Linked DNA regions of Pan troglodytes: region 1 is linked to region 2. Evidence: chromatin contacts called from public Hi-C data. All regions are on one chromosome and are shown on one strand. Each heading gives the region's core, a stretch centred on a gene start, on an enhancer-like site or on the middle of the called end of the contact. The rest is flanking DNA. Distances are from core to core; before and after follow the strand shown.

Region 1 (5,770 bases), core at 391-2,890, 240 kb before region 2:
CACGTTGAGTGGACGGAGGACGATGTACCAGGGTGCAGAGTGTTGCGGAACAGACACCCGCCAGCTGCCCAGAGACCCTCCTGCAGCCCCCAGCGCTCCTCTCCCCACTCTCCCTCCCAGTCCCTGCCTCCCCGAGCCCTCCAGCTCTCTCCCTGACCCCCAGGCCCTTCCCTGGCTGGAAAAGGGCCTGAGGGTACCACTCTTCAAGGCAGAGCGGCCACCTGATGAGCCCTTCCCTGGGACTCTGGTCCCAATTTGGTTACTGGGACAACGCTGTCTCCCATTAGACACGCTTTGAAGGAAGACCCTGGAGTGACCGGCTCAGTCATGCTGGGAAGGATTCAGCTGTCTAGCTTTCAAATGCCCTTTTTTTTTTTTTTTTTTTTTGGCTTTTTTATTTCTTTTGGAAAGATAAGAGTTGATGCTTTTACCCTAAAACTGTGTGCCAAGCCGCTCTGGCTATCCTCAGCCCCACTCTTCCCCTATCTCTGTAGCCCTCCTTTCCGTCCTTCATAGGCTGCAAGCTGACTGGCGCCCGACCCCAGGTCCACACCCACCTCCCTCTACCCCCTGGTCCATCCACCACTCCCGGCCTCCTCCCCTACTCTTCTCTTTCTGGCCCCGCTGCAGTCTCGGGCCCCTCGGCTTCCTGGGCGCCTGGCCACCACGCAGCGCCTGGAAGTGCTCCCTCCCTCATCTCTCATTCCCCACTTTGGAAAGCCGGCCACCGGACAGGACAGCTCCCGGGACAGCTCCCGCAGCCTGCTGCATTGCAGCGCAGCCGTCTGTGAGGGAGGGGCGCAACCTGCAGCCCCCGCCCCCCGCCCCGACCACCCCCGCCCAGCAGCCCCCAGCCCCGGCACGGCCGGCTCTGCGCCGCACGCATCTGTCGCAGTTAAAAGCGCCGCTGCCAGAGCAAAAGCGCCGGTCCCTCTTGACTGTCCCCCTCCTCACTTTTCGGGCTCAGAAATGTGGCCCAGGCAGCCCCCTTGTGGCACGTGGGGGCGCCACAGACTCTTGGCTGGTGTCTGAAGAATTCAGACTGTCTGATTCCACCGCACCGTGAGTTGGCACAAATCTTCGGTGGCCCAACTCCTACCCGATGCAGAACTCTGCTCAGCGGCCTCTCTGAGTGGGGGGCACCTCTCCCCTCCCCTCTCCCCGTCCACACCTCTCCCTTCTCCCTCCAGGAAGGAAGCGAAGGAACTCTCCTGTTGAATATTGCTCTGACAAGCAGACAGGTGTCTGGCAAACGTGATTGTGGTGGTGGGGGAAGGGGGGGCCAGGAAGGTGGTGGGAATGGGGGCTTTTCTCGAAATGACGTTTGGTTTCCATCTCTTATCTCACAGATGGGAAACCGAGGTGCGGGGAGGGCCATAGTCCCTGTCTGTGTCAGAGTCAAGGCTGGAGATCCTCCACCAAGTCCAGCCTGGGGCATTTCCCTGAGGTGCCGGGGCACCCTTAAGACGTGCCCCCTCTTCCCCCTCCCACTTGTCCAGCCCCAACCCCTCCAGATCTGGTTCTCCCCGTCCGGAAGCCCTGGAGGGCCCCTGGATGTTCTCCGTCCTCTCTAACTCACTGTCCACACAAACAAGCCCAGCCCCCTCCGTCTCTATCTGCAATCTACTTGCAGACAGGCAGGGCCCTCTCCACATCAGGTTAATAATGCCATTTTCATAAGCCTCTGCCCATAGGTGCTACCACCTAATTTTGAATCTGCCCTTCAAACGGATTGGGCCACAGAGGAGCTGGGATCTCAAGCACCGCTGGGAGGTGCTTATAACTAATCAATCCGTCCCCTGCCCACCCACACCCCCCCAGCACTCGGCACAGCCTCGCTGAGCAGCCTTCAGCAGCAGGGTGTGGTGGGGAGCCTCGGAGAGTCTGGGGTTCCATCCTGGCCCAGCCTCACACCAGCTGAGAGACGGTGAGTATAGGACTTTGCCTTTCTGTGCCTCAGTTTCCTCATCAATCTAATGGGGCTCATGAGACCAGTGTGCAGGGTTATTGCCCTGGTGAGTTCTTTGCAGACAGCCCAGTTCGGGACTTGGCTCCAAGACGGGGCTCCATAAATCTCCATGCCTGCACCCCCTCTTGATCACCTCAATTTCCAGTGTCTTATTCCCTGTTTGTTTCCCCCACCAGACCGACTGAGCTTCGAGGACAGGAAGCCACCGGCATCACTAAGCCACCGGCATCACTTCATCCCCAGCCTCACGCTTGGGACTGGGCCGGGGGAAGGTAGGTACACTGTGGTGGCTTGGAGAATGAGTGCATGGATGGATGTCTGTCCCATAGTCTATGGGATGCCCAGACCCCGCTGAGTTTCTCCTCCCCAGACCCCTGTCTAAGCTGGCCCTTCAAGGAAGCCGCCGGGAAAAACTGTTCCTTTATGCCTTCATGCTTTACCCCTCGTGCTGTTATATACAATGCAAATTCTCGGTCTATTAAATGCAGATGTGGGCTCTGCATGTCATTTATGCTGCCTGCTGCATCTACTGTGAGTTCCACAGGCCGGGGGCTGCCTCCGGCTGACTTGATTTGTGCGATTAAGCCAGCAGAGGGGACTCTGCCAGGAGAGGTTCCCGTTTGTATTGGGAGCAGGGTCTTGAAAGGCCAGGCTGTTTTCTCTCTTGCGACACTTGTTACATACCTCTCTCTCCCTCCCTGGGTCCCACCGTCTACTCCACAAGCATTTATGAAGTGTCTGATGTGTGCAAGCCTACACTTATCTCATTTAGTCCTCACTTCAAGCCAGTGACGGAGAAACTCTCATCTCCATTTCACAGGGGAAAAGCCGAGTCTGAAAAGTAAAGGGAATTGTCTCGCAGCTAGAGAGCAGGGAGTCAAGCCGGTCTGCCTGGCTCGGGAGCCCCCAGCCCTGCTGTGGCTGCCTACTGCTGCTGCTGCTGCTGCTACTGCAGGGCTGACCAGGGCTGGCCAGGAGGCCAGCAGCTCCTGCAGAAAAGGCAGGGGGCTGCATACAGAGTGTTCTCCCTAGCAACTGGAAAAGGGGCCATAGAAAACCCAAGAGGGCTGAGAAGCCGCTCAAGAGATAGACATGGAGCAGCTGGCCCCAGGCGGGGAGCACCACGCCCTCCCCTGGGCTTTTAGAACAGCAGGGCAAAGGGCTCTGTCCCAGGTCTAAAAGAACAGAGACAGAGGTGTTAGGACAGGTGTAGAGGCGCCCAATCCTGTTCCCACCATTGGTGGGGGTATTGCCATTCAGCACAGAAAGGAGAGGACTGAAAAGAGAGGGAGCCCACAGCCTGCAGAGATCGGAGGGCAGAGGGGGCAAGAGGGCTGCTGCACAGCCGAGGAGGCAGATGCAAAAGGCAGGGGAGGGCTCAGCAAAGCAGCTCTGCGTGCGAGCCCTGAGCAGGCTGCCTGGGGAGAGAGGGAGCTCCCTGTTACAGGAGGCATCCGAGGGGAGAGAGGCAGGCCAGTGCTTGGCTGAGAAGGCTGCAGCACGGTTTCCTGCCCAGGCTGGCAGCCCACATGTTTAGGCCTTTGAGAAGCTCCCACAGCACCAACTCCTGAGCAGGCAAGCGGGCAAGTGAGCGAGGTGGCCAGAGGAGACCAGGCAGGGGTCAGTATGAGGCCATTTGGCCTCTCCCGAGTAGCTTGCCCTGGGCTAAATGGCAAAGGCACAGAGATGGTTGGCGGGGTGCCTCTGTCCCAATAAGGCAATGAGGGAGAGGAGCAGAGAATGGGGTTGAGTGCCCAGGGCTGGTCGGGGGAGGTGGGGACTGTCCTGCTGCCAACTCCCCTCTTGAGGGCCAGAACACCTAAAGTGGCCAAGCACCTGCCCTGGCTCCTGAGCCCACAGAGGCTGGCCTGTGTCCTCTCTGGGGCAACAGGCTGGCAGAGTGAGTGGAAGGAGCGAGGAGGTCTGGCAGGTTGAGGGGCCCTTTTCTGGAGGCTGAGCAGCAACCACAGATGCAGCCAGCTGCCAGACTGTGACTTACATGTTCAGTGGACTCATGAAAGCTCCTCACACAGTGACAGGGCTGGGGGGCCGGCCTGCTGATGAATGCAGCCCACACGGGAGTCGGGAGCTGCCTCTCCTGGCCCATTCACAGGGGTTCAGTTCCCAGGAACTGTGGGTGGACAGAGCCTTTATCAGGGGACCTCTGCTAGACAAGCCTCTGTTCTGCAGTTTCCAAAGGAGTTTTCTGCCTTTTGTTCCCAATGCAGGCACTCAGCATGTGTGTGTGCGCGCGTGTCTGTGCGTGTGCGTGTGTGCATATGGGGGATGGCTGCGAGGCCAGCCAGGGCTCCTTGTCCGTGAAATGCCCAAGGTCCTCGGGGGCAGAGATGCACCTCCATGGAGCAGAAAAATTTCAAGGAGGGCAGAGTCATTCAAGGATGGAGCCCATCCTCACTGCCGCCTCATTGTCCTGCTCCTGACAACCCAATCTGTCAGCCCTGGGGTCGCCACAGCTGCTCCGACCCGCCGTGGGGGGGCAGCATCGTGTTGCAGGTGGAGCGTGCAGGCTGGTTTGCCTTCCTGGCTAACAGACAGACAGACGGACCTGGCAGCTCAGTTAGGCATTGCAAGCCCTTCGGGAAAAACTGTTTGTTTCTCGGGAGCCTCTGTTTTTGCTGGTTTTTGTTGGTGCTGTTGTTTTAACCTATTAAAAGGTTGATTTGAAGCTGCAGGTGTGAAAATGTTTGGGAGAGTGACATTTACATGTGTCATTTACATAAACGGGGGAGGGGGCGCGATGCAGGGTGCAGAACAAGAGGCACCCACATGGGAAATTCTGTGAACAGGGATCTCTGGTTCAGGATAGCTGGTGGTGCAGAAAGGGTTCTGAAGGGCTTTGGTGTAGATGTGAAAAGTCACCAACCCAAATCCCTATTTAGAGGCAGAGGCCACAGGGCAGCAAGCCCTTTAGCCCCTGCCGGACACAGAGGGGACACTCCCCCTACACTCCTTTTTGCTGTGGCTCCCTTGCCCCGTGCTTGAGGAAGTTAGGAAATGGGATTCTGGCATGAAGCGCAGGGTTAAATTGCAGAGACCTGGACAGCTCTACATATGGCTGCAGAGAAATAGCCCCAGTATCAGACATGTGCCCGACCAGGCTCACGCTCCCGAGTAAACAAATCAAACATTTCGGAGAGCGGAGCCTTTGTTCACAGCGGCCGAGGAGGTTCCCTTTTGTGTAAAGGGCAACGTGCAAGTCATACTTCCACTAGGTAAGGCTGTACTAACACACAAAAAGCTCATTTAGCCTGAGCCCAGCCCAGGGAGAATTTTCTGTGAAATTTAGGAGAAGTCAGGTTTGGCCAGAAGTTTTTCCAGGAATTATGAACCTCTGGAGACTGTAACCACTGTTCCTTCCGAGTGACCCTTGCCAAAGTCTGTAAAATATGAGCCTCAAAAAATCTGCCTGTGGAGAAGTCTGACTTTTTATATGTTATTTACATAAAAATAAACTCTCACCAAACTTTTCGGGAAACCCGATTAAAAGTGGTAGGGCAGCCCCTTCCCCGGCCCCCAGGTGTTCAAGAAAGCACACTTTTCCCTGGGAAGATGTCTGGGAGGGAGGCGAGCGTCAGCTTTTATTGCCCCTCACACTCTCTCTGGCATTTGTGTTGTCCTCTGTTGGGTCTCCCTGCCCTGAAAGGGAGCAGCTGCCCGTCTCAGGGAGGGGGTTAAGCATTTCATGACGGGGTAAGATGGGGAGAGCTACCGAGTTTTGCCGGGTACTGCGTGTTGGCTACTGTGCTGGATGATTTATTTGCGTTATTTCCTCATTGAGAT
Region 2 (5,249 bases), core at 1,240-3,739:
CTATGTAAAAACAACAAAATGTGCATGCACCTAGCCATGGGGCAAAACCCATAACAAAAACCCCCACCCTGGTCATCGGCCTGTGGCAGGGCCTTATGGGGTCTCAATTTCCTTCTTTGTGTTCATATATTTCCCACCTATTTCACAGTGAACTGATTCCTTTTAAGGTAAAGAGAAAAGATAACCTTTTAAAATAAAAGAATAAGGTATCAATATTAATTGCAGTTTTAATGGTAAGAAGTGCCCCCAGCTCATTTCTCCATCCCCACTTTGAAAGTGACAGGGTCTCAGGCAGCCCTGTTTCCAGGCAGACGTTTCTGCACATGGCCGCACACACGCAGGCAGGACGTTTGGTCTCCTGCTCTGTTCACTTAACATTAAAGATAAGCATCTCTCCCCAACAAGACTTCATAATTACGGTGGTTAGGGGCTGCAGCATCTTCCTCCCAGCAGCCCGGATTCTCGCTTTCAATTTGGTGGGGAGAGTGGCCGCCTGCAGAGCTATTAGGGGGGAGTGATTGATGGTTCAGTTGGAGCAAGGCTAGCTCAGCTGCACACCCCCGGGAGAGCGTGTTGGCCTTATTAATCCTGTGTACCTGTCTGGCCTGGGAAACGACTGTGTCGTGTGCCCCCAGAAAAAGCCCTGAGCTGGCCTTCTGGCTGCCCGTGCAGCCCCCCAAACCCAGTGGGGAGCATCTCAGAGCCCAGCCAGGGTCCCAGCCGGAGGACCACAGGTTGCTTGCTGTCACACTCATTTTGCTCCCTGGCGTTCAAAGTCCTTTGCACATCTCAAGCTGGGTCCCTTGTTTCCGCAGTGGGCACTGTGGAGTGTCCTCACTGCATCCCCTCATGTCAGGACCCTCCAGAAGTCCCTGTACACACACAGCCGTAGTCAGTATCTGTCTGCTTAACCTCTCATGCATCCCTCCACCCCTTCCCCTACTAACCAAATGGCAGGCTGTGCCTTATGCAAGAGCCCTCCAGGCCCCAGACCAGACCTCCCCAAAGGGGAGAATTCAGGAGGAAAATGGGCAGGCAGGCAAGAGTTTCCTCTTCTTTCCCCTAAATCTTACTCCTCCTCCCATTTTTTTTCCCATCTCAGAAAATGGCACCAGCACTCATGCAGTGGCCCCGCTGGGTCACCCTCCTGTAACAGCCCCCGGGCCAGCCACGGTCAGGCCAGCATGAGGCTGCGGCACCGCCACTTCTCAGCAGTTCCTAACCCCCCACTCCCCCACTCCTTCTCCACTGGGACGGGACCGCAGCCTCCCAGCTCCCCTGCCTGCCTATGGCAACTTGGCTCTAATCCCCTCCTCTCTGCACTACTCAGAAGCACAGTAAAATGCCAATCTGAACACACTTAAAAATCAATAACACTGCCCTTAGGACAAACTCCAAGCCCCTTACGACATCTGCATGCCCACCCTCTGGCCCCTTTCCCCCTCAGTCTCCATTGCAGAGATGGACTCCCTCGCGCCTCCTGCTCAGAAGGAAGGAAAATGAGTAGAAATAAACGCGGGGCTGGAGATGGCTTGACTGGCTCGTAAGAACCCGTTGTTAAATTTTCAAGAGATCTTGTGAGCTGTTTTTTAAACATTTGGCAGCTTGAACCAGCCATGGTGGGAGTATTTACACCAGGGAAATTGGCAAACACCACAAACCAGGGCTTTAGTTCAGCACCAACTCAACTCCCAGTTCTTCCCTCACTAGCCCCAAATTCAGTGAGGAATTGTGGACTCACAGAATTGGAAAGGGTCTTGAATCAGCCCTTCTCATGAGAATCCCATTTCACTCATTCATGCACACCATTCAGTCATTCAACAAACACCATCTGACCGTCTCCCCAAGTCGGGCTCTGTGCCAGACCCTGGGCTGGCCTCAAGAGCTCACACTCCAAAGCACATGCTACTTATGTATGTGACAATGTGGTAAAGTGCCTTCACCAAGGGATGGCCAAGGTTGGGGTGGAGGCCTGGAGGAGGTTGTTTCCTGAGGACATAAAGGAGACCCCGCACTGTTTTTAACATGACTCAAGTGATTTCAACTTTCAGAATTTGTTCAGATTGCTTCTGTGGGCCAGCACATGAGCTTATAAATTATGAATGGTATTGGAGGCAAGTTACAGCAAACTCAATCTGTGTCGGCTTAAACACACGAGGCTTTTTTTTTTTTTTTTCTCACTTAGAGAGAAACCTGGAGGTGGACAGTTGCTGGTGTTGGTTCCACAGCTTCACGAAGCCCTGGGGACCCTGGGCTCGCTCTTCTGCCTCCCATCTCTCGCTGCCTGCCGGTGTCGGTCACAGGATGTTAGTGGGCTCCCACCCCTGTATCTGCGGGTCGAGGGCGGGTCGAGAGCAGTCAGGGCAGCAGGAGCCCTCTGTCTCCTGTTACCAGGGGCTTTGGCTGGCGCTTTCACTGTCTGCTGGGTGCCCCTGGAGAGAAGCTGAGCTGCTTCCTCCTCTGAGTCCCTGAGCCCAACCCCCAACCCCCGGCCAGGTACAGAGCAGCATGTTTGCCTGAGCTAAGCAAACAACGCGACGCTATTGTCAGAGGGCTGGCAGGGCAGCGGGCTCGTGGCCGCGTCTCTGCCTGAGGAGTGAGATAATGCTGCCGTCCTCATCTGTAATCAGCTACCTAATGAGCTGCATCGTCAGGCTGTCCAAGCTGCTACCTAGCAGCTGGCTGGGAGCCTGCGGAAGCCCTATTAACCTTTTCAGTTCCTGCAAAGAGCACACTTACCAAAGGATGAGGGCCAGCCCAGGACCAAGGCAGGAGCCTGAGAATCCATCACCCCGAGAGCCAGGACAGTGCCATCCCCAAGTCTCATGAGCTTGCCTGGAGAAAGGGGCTGATGAGAGTAGACACCTAGAGTATCCAGCAGGTCTTAGTTGTCATCATTGGGATCCCCTCTCATGAATTTCATCAGAATGGGGCTGGTCGGGGGTGCCCGAAGCCTTTTGAGATCTCCAGGAAACCAAGCTTGACTCTGCCCATGTGGGAACAAAATCAGCTGAGAGAAACACACAAGCACGTGCCGTGCAGGTGCCCAGATGCAGACCCAGAGACAAGTATTCCAGCAAGGGCACGTGGTTTATTTGGGAGGTGATTGCAGGACTGCAGGGAACGGGGAACAAGGCAGAGAGGAAGGGGCCAGCCCAGGGAGCTTCATCAAGCTGTCACTGCTTCCACAATGGCACTCCGTCCCAGGACCTCTGGACCCGGGGAGGACAGAGCTTAGAGCATCCTCCTAAGGGCTCACTGCTGGCTGAGGGCTGTTCCCAAGAGGACAGGATCGAATTCTCTGGCACTTTGACCTGCTGTGTGCACAAGAGCACCTCCGGGAGGCATCGTGTGTGATGCCAATGGGATGTCAGACCAGAGGGCAGGGAGGGGAAAGAGCGACGGCACAGGCAGGGCCCCCAGCTGCTCTAGGGAGCCCCTCTGCTGCTGTCTGCTCTGCTGAGCACCTGGGATGCCAGGATGAGACTCTCTGCCTCCATGCTCACTGGAGGGTGGTTTACTGACATGGCCTTTCTTTCCCTGCTCAGTCTTGCTCAGAAGCTTCTGCAGGGGTCACCCAGGCCCATGCAGGACCTTGGCCACAGGACCTCTGGGGAACATTGCTTTAGCTTTCTGAGCTCTGTGGCACAAGAGGGCAGGAGGTGCTTGGAGGGGTCTCGAGTGAGGGGGCCTGTGGTATCTACTGCACCCACCTCAGGGCCTTTGCACGCACTGTTCCCTCTACTTGAATGCTTTTCCCAGTCTTTATGTATCTGAGTTTCTCCTCGTCTTTCAGGTTCTGCTTGGATTTCAGCTTCTCAGAGAGGCTGTCACGGCCCTCTCTCTCATTCGACCTCTCTCTGTTACCATCTAGCACATCATCTGATTGCATTTTCTCCAGAATGATCTTGCTTGTTTCCATGTTTATTCTCCATCTCCTCTTCTAGACAGAAAGGTCTAGGAGAGTCACATCCTTACCTCCCTTGTTCATCGAGGTATGCCCAGTACCTATGCCCCTGCTCGGCACACAGTGGGGCCTCAGGTAGTATTTGTTGGTGAGTTATTGATGAACCCATCTCTGGGGTTGCTGTGGATTTCTCATGGCAGTGTGCACGAAGGGCCTAGCAAAATGCCCAGCGCCTAGTAGGTGCTCAATAAAATGCCAGCCCGGAAAAGGGTGAGATTAGCAGCATTTTCTTGTCTAGCCTCTCCATTTTCTGAATAAGGTGACTGCAGCCCAGAGAGGGTCGGGAACTTGAAGAAGGTCACACAGCAGACCTCTTGATCCCTGCAGAAGAGGAATCAAGAACGCTGGTGTATTCCAGGACGGCCCCCTCCATTTCCACTTTACCTGTGGTAGCTCAGGCCCCTAGAGAGTCAGCTTCCAGGTTTTGAAATAATAGAGGGAAACGTTATAGCTCTTCTAATCCTCAAGAAAAATTAATTCCACGGCCAGGCATTTGTCCCCCACGCTTCAGAATCTGGGGTTCAAATCATGGCCCTGCCTTTGCTGCCGCCGTGCTTCAATGTTTCAGAGGTGGATTCTCAGGTAAAATATTGCCATCCCAGTGGCCCTAGGCACAGCAGCGCCCCAAGTAATCTCCCTCGACACAATACAAATGGGATACAATGTCACCCATCCCGGTTTTAAATGAGAAAGTTGGAAAAACAAAATGCAGAGGTAGGAAGCGGTTCTGATTACAAGGAGCTGAAAGTAATTGCCTTCCGGCAGAAAGCCGGGTGCACCTCCGCCGACGTGGGGGGGGCCGCCTGCCCACCCCCCATCCATCATCTCATCGTGCGGACTTTGAATATTAAGTAAAGTTTTATTTATGGTTCTTCTTGCGGGCTTATGACTCTCAAGCGAGGCAGGGATAATAACAAACCCTCTCACACAAAAGTTAGGCTATAAAAAAATAATTAAGGAAAATTTTCCCCGCAGTACAGGCAGCTGAGAAGCTTAGTCCTTCTGCAAACAGACTCTGCCATGGCCTTCATAATGAAAGCGAATTGCTTCTGCGCTGGAAGTGGCAGGCGCGTGGGGAGTGGGCACTCAAGCCGGCTTCTCCCCTTCTAGCTGCCCCAGTGGAGATGGGCCCTGGGGGAGGTCACAGCACCGGCATCCCTGAAAAGAGGCCCACCCTTGGTCCACCCCCGGATGAGCAAGCCCCAAGAATGCCAGGAAGCAGCAGAGGTTTTTTTTGTGTTTTCTTTTGTTTTGTTTTGTTTTGTTTTGTTTTGTTCTGTTT

What was found. Hi-C and Micro-C count contacts between places; a contact is called where the count stands out from the background.
Region 1: a Hi-C map of induced pluripotent stem cells shows a contact between it and region 2, with 2.9 times the contacts expected there. The contact joins the promoter of RTL1 here to the enhancer-like site in region 2. A contact is called at or near these places in 3 of 7 Hi-C or Micro-C datasets (induced pluripotent stem cells and stem cell-derived neural progenitor cells) and 1 of 1 other capture datasets (stem cell-derived neural stem cells).

What each region holds. Positions count from the first base shown.
Region 1 is chr15:98,907,793-98,913,562 of NHGRI_mPanTro3-v2.0_pri, reverse strand. RTL1 (retrotransposon Gag like 1) reads left to right here and starts at 1,640. Exons shown (of 3, transcript XM_520846.8): 1 at 1,640-2,241. All of the region lies in intron 2 of LOC104002164 (a long non-coding RNA gene), which reads right to left.
Region 2 is chr15:98,674,076-98,679,324 of NHGRI_mPanTro3-v2.0_pri, reverse strand. LOC129137009 (a long non-coding RNA gene) reads right to left here. Exons shown (of 4, transcript XR_008539097.2): 4 at 2,740-4,288. Among named protein-coding and RNA genes, the nearest start is that of DLK1, 58 kb to the left of the region's middle. Within about 2 kb of position 2,489, at least 4 of the 24 cell types and tissues checked have an H3K27ac peak or open chromatin away from gene starts, as enhancers often do. A contact at or near this core is called in induced pluripotent stem cells, stem cell-derived neural progenitor cells and stem cell-derived neural stem cells, where this site is marked.